Regions from separate parts of the Sus scrofa genome. Here region 2 is linked to region 1. The links are chromatin contacts, called in public Hi-C maps. All regions are on one chromosome and are shown on one strand. Each heading gives the region's core, a stretch centred on a gene start, on an enhancer-like site or on the middle of the called end of the contact. The rest is flanking DNA. Distances are from core to core; before and after follow the strand shown. Region 1 holds the start of DPP3 (dipeptidyl peptidase 3). Region 2 holds the start of RBM4 (RNA binding motif protein 4).

Region 1 (3,468 bases), core at 629-3,128:
GTTCACGAGCACTCACCAGGCACCGATCGCTGCCTGGCAGAGGGTTTGTTATTTAATCCTCACCGTAACCCAGGGAGGGAGATGTTACCATTTCTGGTTACAGGGAGATTAAAGCACACGCTCCAGGTCACACAGCTAGAAAGTGGCCAAGTCAGATTTGAATCCACACCACCCGCCTGGCCTCGGAGCCTTCCGTCTCCGTCTCACTGGGCTGCTTTCCTTGAACGGGGAGGGATGGGGTGGGAGGGCAGCCCAGGTAAGGGGACAGCATGGGCCAAAGTGCAGCAAGGAAGACGCTTGACAACCAATGAGCTGGGTGTGGAGGGGCAGAAAGGAAGAAAGAGGGGTGGGGACATGGGGCTGGGGTCTGGGGGACCTTGGTTGCCATGGAGTCCAAGTCTGAACAGGATCCCTATTCACCTGGGTTAAGTGTCACCTCTGTCTGAGAGCCAAGGCAAGCTCAGCGTGCTGCTAGGGTTGCTCCAGGCCTTTCCTGGGGCAAGAAAGCTGGAAAGACAGGTAGATGGAGATTCTGGAAAAATCAAAAGAGTACCAGCTTGATGTGGGCATCTTCCCCAGTGGAAGACAGAGCCTGAGGGAGAACAGATTCCGAGGGAAGGGACCTGGCCCAATCCACGCAGCTGGTTGGAGCCACAGAGACCACACCTGGGGCTGTTGAGAGGACAGGGGATGCGTGCTGGTGGTGAGAAGAGGACGTGATCAGATTTTTGATTCCAGAGCATCCTGCTGCTGCAGAGGGGGAACCCAGATGGGATGCTGGGGGGATGTGGAGACACTGCAACTCTCTCTCACACACACGCGCACACACATCCGGAGCAGTAGGAACTCAATTCTTCCTAGATTTCATCTCACTTTCTTGGGAACTAGATAGGGGAAGAACTCAGACATGTTGGTGGAGGGGGGCCAGACAGCCCTGGCCTTGGCTCAGCTCTGCTCCTTTCCAACTCTTGAAGCCTCAGTCTTCTTAACTGTTAAATGGACTAACATTCCCTGCATCACCAGATGGTTGTGAATGTATGGAGAGTACCCGTAACATGGTATGTACTTTTTTTTTTTTTTTTGCTTTTTAGGGCTACACCTGCAGCATATGAAAGGTCCCAGGCCAGGAGTTGAATTGGAGCTGCAGCTGCTGGCCTACACCACAGCCACAACAACACAGGATTCAAGCTGCATCTGAGACCTACACCATGGCTCATGGCAACGCCAGATCCTTAACCCACTGACCGAGGCCAGGAATCAAACCCGCATCTTTGTGGATACTAGTCGGGTTTGTAACCCACTGAGCCATGATGGGAACTGCCTGTATGTACTGAATGTTACTTTCTCACCTATCCCTCTTCATTCTCATGGGAAAGAGCCAAGGCTGGGGATGGTCATGACTCCAGGGAGTGGACCATGTGATACTGTGTGTGTGTGTGTGTGTGTGTGTGTGTGTTGGGGCACGTGGGGGGATACTGTGTCGTTAGGTCTAAGTAGGTCTAGACCCCACTTTAGGAACACCCGAGGACTTCCTAGGGACCCTTAGGGAAGTCAGTACAACCATTACCCTCACTTTCCCCATATGTACAATAGGTAATGAGATCCTCCAAGTCAAGCCGCTAGCACAGTACTTCAGGAAGTGCTCGTATTAGCTGTGATGATTAAAAATGCAGCTTGGGGAGTTCCCATCATGGCACAGCGGAAACGAATCTGGCTAGGAATCATGAGGTTGCTGGTTCGATCCCTGGCCTCGCTCAGTGGGTTAAGGATCCGGCGTTGCCCAGAGGTCACAGATGCAGCTCAGATCTGGTGTTGCTGTGGCTCTGGCATAGGCCAGGAGCTGTAGCATGTATTCCACCCCTAGCCCCCTAGCCTGGGAATTTCCATATGACATGGGTGTGGCCCTAAAAAGCAAAAAAAAAGCAGCTTGGTTGGGGGTGCTCCATGGAGTACTGGAATCTTTCCTTGGCCTAAGCTGCCCCCTGGTGGCAATGAGCAGCACTACCTCCTTTATCCAAGTCAGGGAAGGCTTTACACCCATTTTAAAGACAGTGAAAATTGAGGCACAGAAAAGAGGGGGGTGCTATTTTCTGAGTTCCTCCCTATAGTGATAATTACCATCAAAATCACCAGTTAGCAGCACGGTTGTGCTCAGCAGGGCCTTGAACACCTTTTGTGAATGAGAACCAGCACCAGTGGTGGGCGGCTGCTAACTCTGGGCATAGACACAAGTGTGGCAAAGCCCGGCAAGGAAGGTCTGTGGATTTCAGGTGTCCTCTCTCCTCCAGTCCTCTCTGCACAACACTAGGGGGCAGCACTACCCTGTCAGTACCTTACTCAAGCCTTCAACATCCCTCCAGTAAAGACAATTTTCAGCTCGGTGTTTTGGCTGAGGAAGTCAAGACTCAGAGAGGTAAAGTGACCTTTCCAAGGACACTCAGCCAGTAGGCAGTGGAAGCCTGATTCCACCTTAGATGGCCTGGCTTTGCCCCTTTCTCTGACCTGGGACCCTCACAGTATTCTGCACTGGGCCCAGGCTGGTCACTAGGCACTTCCGCAAACCTTTCCCCACTCAGGCCAGCCTCCTGGGAGTCTGTCCAGACATGCAAGAGCGGATTTCAGGATGGACTCTACCCTGAGCAAACTTTCCCAGTCACAGGCGCCTTTCTCACCCATCGGGAACCCGGCAAGCACCGGCAAACTCCTAAGCCCCTTGCCGCTTTCTACTGAGGAAACTGCGGCTCGATGATATTTAGCTGCTGCCCCTCCAGGCTGGTGGCAAGCGGCGCAGGGAAGCACTCGGGGGCGTTTCTCCGCATCTCCGCACAGTGGGACCAACTCGGCCCTGGCAGGAGCCCGCGGAAGGCAATACAGTCTCGGAAGAGTCTCCATCCCCGGCCCTTGAATCCACTGAGGAAGGGGCATCACTCCCAAGGGGCAGGTTCCTACAAACAAAACAGAGGTTGGAGGACGCAGAAAACCCCCCAAGAGAGCGGGGATCAGGACTCTCTGTGGGGAAATCCCCGGTGCCCTGTCCGTGCCAGCCACGCCGCCCGGCCTGGACTCGGGGCACCTGGTCAGCCCAGTCTGTCGTAACTAGGCCACCACCCGGCCGGCCACGGGAGACTCCTGACCCCCGCGCGAGCGCCCCCGGCGGACGAGAGGCCAAGGCCGCAGGGCCATGCCGCGCAGGGCCCCGTAGCGCCTGGGGGCGGGAAGCCGGCGTGCCGGCGGAGGTCCCCTCGGCGCGCCTATTGGCTGGAGTCGACGCCCATCCGAGCCCCGAGGCCCGGCAATTGGCGGGTGGGGGCGGAGTTCGCGGAGCCCAATGAATGGGGGAGCCGGAAGCAGGAAGTGAGTTTGCGATCCGAGCAGCTGCGGCAGGTGAGGCGCGGTGCCCGGGTTTCGGGGTCACAGCGTGCCATTCTCGGGAGACAGGGCGAGTCTGGACCGGGCGCAAGATCACTC
Region 2 (3,468 bases), core at 388-2,887, 160 kb after region 1:
GCTGAACCCGTTAAGCGTTCCTTTTACCACCCATGAAAATAGTTTCAATTCGGGGTTTGCTCCGGGATCCGGTGTAAATTCTTGGCCAAAGGAGGAGGCTGGTTTTTTTAGGTGGGACGCTGTTTTCTTACCTGGTTTCTGGGTCTGCGTAAGCTACCATCCGCAGCATCGTGGCTGCAAGGGGTTGGTGTTCGGGAGTTTAAATTTGGAGGAGAAGGCAAAACGGAGCGCACGTGGATTGGCGAGATGTGGAAGCTTGACAAAGTTGGCGCCATGAAGCTAAACACCGCCACACCAGAGCTCTAACTCGCTCCGCCTAATGGCGGGCGGAACCCCGCCAGCGAAGCCCACGTTGGTAGTTCCGCCTTCACGCCGACCTCTCACCCAATCAATGACTTCGGCTTCTCGAGAGAGGTGCTCATTGGCTTTCGTCTAAACGCTTCGGGGTTACTGACGTTTACACCTCTTCCCGGCCTCAGGTAATTGGCATTCGTGGTAACCAATCAGGAAGAGGATCTACGGGAACGCCTGCCTTTTACTTTATTGAGCAGCCAATCCTGTGATAGGCTCACCTCCCTCTACCCAGAGTCACTTCTGCGGCCGCCGCCATTTTAGCGTTTTGTCAGGAGCGTCCGCGCCGCGAGGAAGAGCCCCTGCTGATTTTCGTGCGGGTGAGCGACTCCGAACCCCTCCACTGCCTTTCTTTTGTCTCGTTAAATCTTAACTCCTTCTTTGCGCCTCAGGGCTGTCCTAGTGGGGTTGTGGCCTCCGCACCCGTCACTGAGAGACGACCTCGGTGCTCGGCATTGCGCGGTAAGCCTGAAGCAGCCCTTCCCCCACGATCTCCTCAGAGAATACCTTGCCTTCTCCCCACCTAGCCCTCTCTGCCTGGCTTACAGCCTCGTGGTTTCCACGGAGATAACCGCGCTTCCCTTAGACTTAGAAATTAAGATCCTTTTTCGAGAATTTCTCAAGCCTCGAGACGTTGGCCGGCTGGTGAGTCTGAAGCCCCCTTCTCCGGCCATGCGTTTCTCTATTCTGCAGGAGCTTGTAGGACGGCGCCCCTAGAGAGGCGTTCCCCGCTCCAGCACTTCCTGTGGTCCCCGAACGCTTCGGTCTCCGGCCTAAGGCACCGGTTCACTGCTTCCAAGGGAAGCCCTAAAACGTAGCTATTACAAGGTCCAATTTTCCGGAAATGGTGGCTAATTCTTTGGTTATGAGAAGACGACCCAGTTCATAATTTCAGACGGTCAATCCAGCTAGCAGGGTAGTTAGAGATTTCTTTTTTACAGTGGATAGGAAGCCCAGTAACACCACCCCCCCGGGCTACATTTATGCCCTCACTTTTCGTTTCCATTCCCGTTTGGAAGAACTACGAAACTCTTAGCAAATCCTTTGTCTATGTCTACTAAAGAGCTCTGTTATAGATGCTTTCATGTTTTTATAGGTTCCACAGCTGGAAGTCTAACGGGCCTCCTTATTTCCATTTCCTTTTGATGATGTTGTAGAGGTGTGCGTGTGAAGTGTGTTAGAGGGGGAAAACTGGCAATATTTGTCAGACCGAAATTGGTAACTGATGTGGGCCTGAGGTCTTTTGTTAGAATTTTTGTTTCTTCTCGCCTAGGCTGTGTCCGAGATGGTGAAGCTGTTCATTGGAAACCTGCCCCGGGAGGCCACAGAGCAGGAGATCCGCTCACTGTTCGAGCAGTATGGGAAGGTGCTGGAATGTGACATCATTAAGAACTACGGCTTTGTACACATAGAGGACAAGACGGCGGCCGAGGATGCCATTCGCAACCTGCACCACTACAAGCTGCACGGGGTGAACATCAACGTGGAAGCCAGCAAGAATAAGAGCAAAACCTCCACAAAGTTGCACGTAGGCAACATCAGTCCTACTTGCACCAACAAAGAGCTTCGGGCCAAATTTGAGGAGTACGGTCCAGTCATCGAATGTGACATCGTGAAAGATTATGCCTTCGTACACATGGAGCGGGCAGAGGATGCAGTGGAGGCCATCAGAGGCCTTGACAACACAGAGTTTCAAGGTGAACCACCCTCTTTGGGAAGAGGACTGAGCACAAGTTTTTGTGTAGAAGATAGGTTGGATAAGTAAAGGAAGAGGTCTAGGATAGAGATACAGCTGTTGGCAGGCTAATGGTGAAGATTAAGTGTGGGTGATGGACTTAAAATGGAGAAAGCATGTGGTTTAGAGGCTTTACTTAGAGCAAATCAAGTCTAGGAGAAGAACCACTTGGCTATAGTTTGGAGCCCCTAGGCTTTTATGCCTATTAGTGCAGAAATCCTTTTCTCTGAAGAGTTCTTTAGTTGTTTTGTCGTCGTCTTTTTTTTTTTTTTTTTTTTTTTTTGAGTGGAGCGTATAGCAGTGGTCCACTCTGAAATTTATTGCTTTAGCACATGTTATTTTGCATTTGGAGGACCTGGCAAAAGCTGGCTTAAGCGATGTTATTTAAGAGTTAAGATTATCTGTTAAACTCCCCACCTCATCCCAATTACAGCTTCCCAGTAAATGTAATTAGTTGTTAAACTAGTTTTTAGAGAACTAGTGTCTTTAAGAGCTATAGTACTTACTGTTTTTCTGTTACACTTGTACTAAGAGGTTCTGATTGGAGGATGAGAACACTTTAGAATTGAGGCTAATCTCAGGAGTTTCTGAGTTGGGGGGCAGTGATGACAATACCTTTTGACTGGTTCAATATCCTTGGTGAATAGAGCATTTGGATGGGTGTTGTCTTGGAGCCTTGTTAGATGAATTATTAGTGTGCCTGGAAGGGAGCATGAGTGATACTATGGATAGATAGTTCATTTGGAAGGTATTTTATTTTCTTGCTTTAAGATCGAAGTTCCTATGGCCAGAGTGGCAGTAGTGAAGGGGGTGGTAACCATGGTGAGTTGCTAACTCTTCTTTCACTCACTTTGGATTTCCAGTGTCAAAAAAGCCTTTCTCTTTTGGTGTAACTACTACTAAATTTTGGGGTATTCCCACAATGCCTTGTTACATTTTTAACATATTTTTTTTAGCCCAGACAAGGCAGTGGCTGCTCCTTCTCCTGAGCAACACTCAATTGTTAAGAGTCATTGCTGCCATCTTTGGTATTTACTTCTCTTAACTTGAACCTTCTTAGACCTGGAAGTCTGATCATCATTCTCTTAAGTTAATGGGTGCCCTGTGTCATGGGTATTGGCTGTGCTTTGCTAAGAAATAATGTCACAGGTCTCTCAGGTCTAGTTTGTTTTTCTTTTTTAATTGGTAAGTTGAGAATTAGTTTGCGTCAACAACTTAATTGGGAGCAAGGGCTGCTTTGTGGAGAGTTTATGATATCTAATTTTTGGACATTCTTCTCTAAGCTATGGAAGAGGTGGTGGTGACTGTAAGTCACACATGTGAGGGAAGGATAGTTTGGATCGATATATACAAACTGTCTGAGGACCATAACTCTTGGCCTC

The links. A called contact is a pair of places that touch in the nucleus more often than the background predicts.
Region 2: a contact with region 1 is called in a Hi-C map of liver, with 5 times the contacts expected there. The contact joins the promoter of RBM4 here to the promoter of DPP3 in region 1. A contact is called at or near these places in 2 of 47 Hi-C or Micro-C datasets (heart right ventricle and liver) and 1 of 2 datasets of contacts at active chromatin or transcription factors (alveolar macrophages).

What each region holds. Positions count from the first base shown.
Region 1 is chr2:5,946,429-5,949,896 of Sscrofa11.1, reverse strand. DPP3 (dipeptidyl peptidase 3) reads left to right here and starts at 1,878. Exons shown (of 18, transcript XM_005654654.3): 1 at 1,878-3,384. The coding sequence starts at 3,333.
Region 2 is chr2:5,781,349-5,784,816 of Sscrofa11.1, reverse strand. RBM4 (RNA binding motif protein 4) reads left to right here and starts at 1,637. Exons shown (of 2, transcript NM_001123187.1): 1 at 1,637-2,048. The coding sequence starts at 1,637.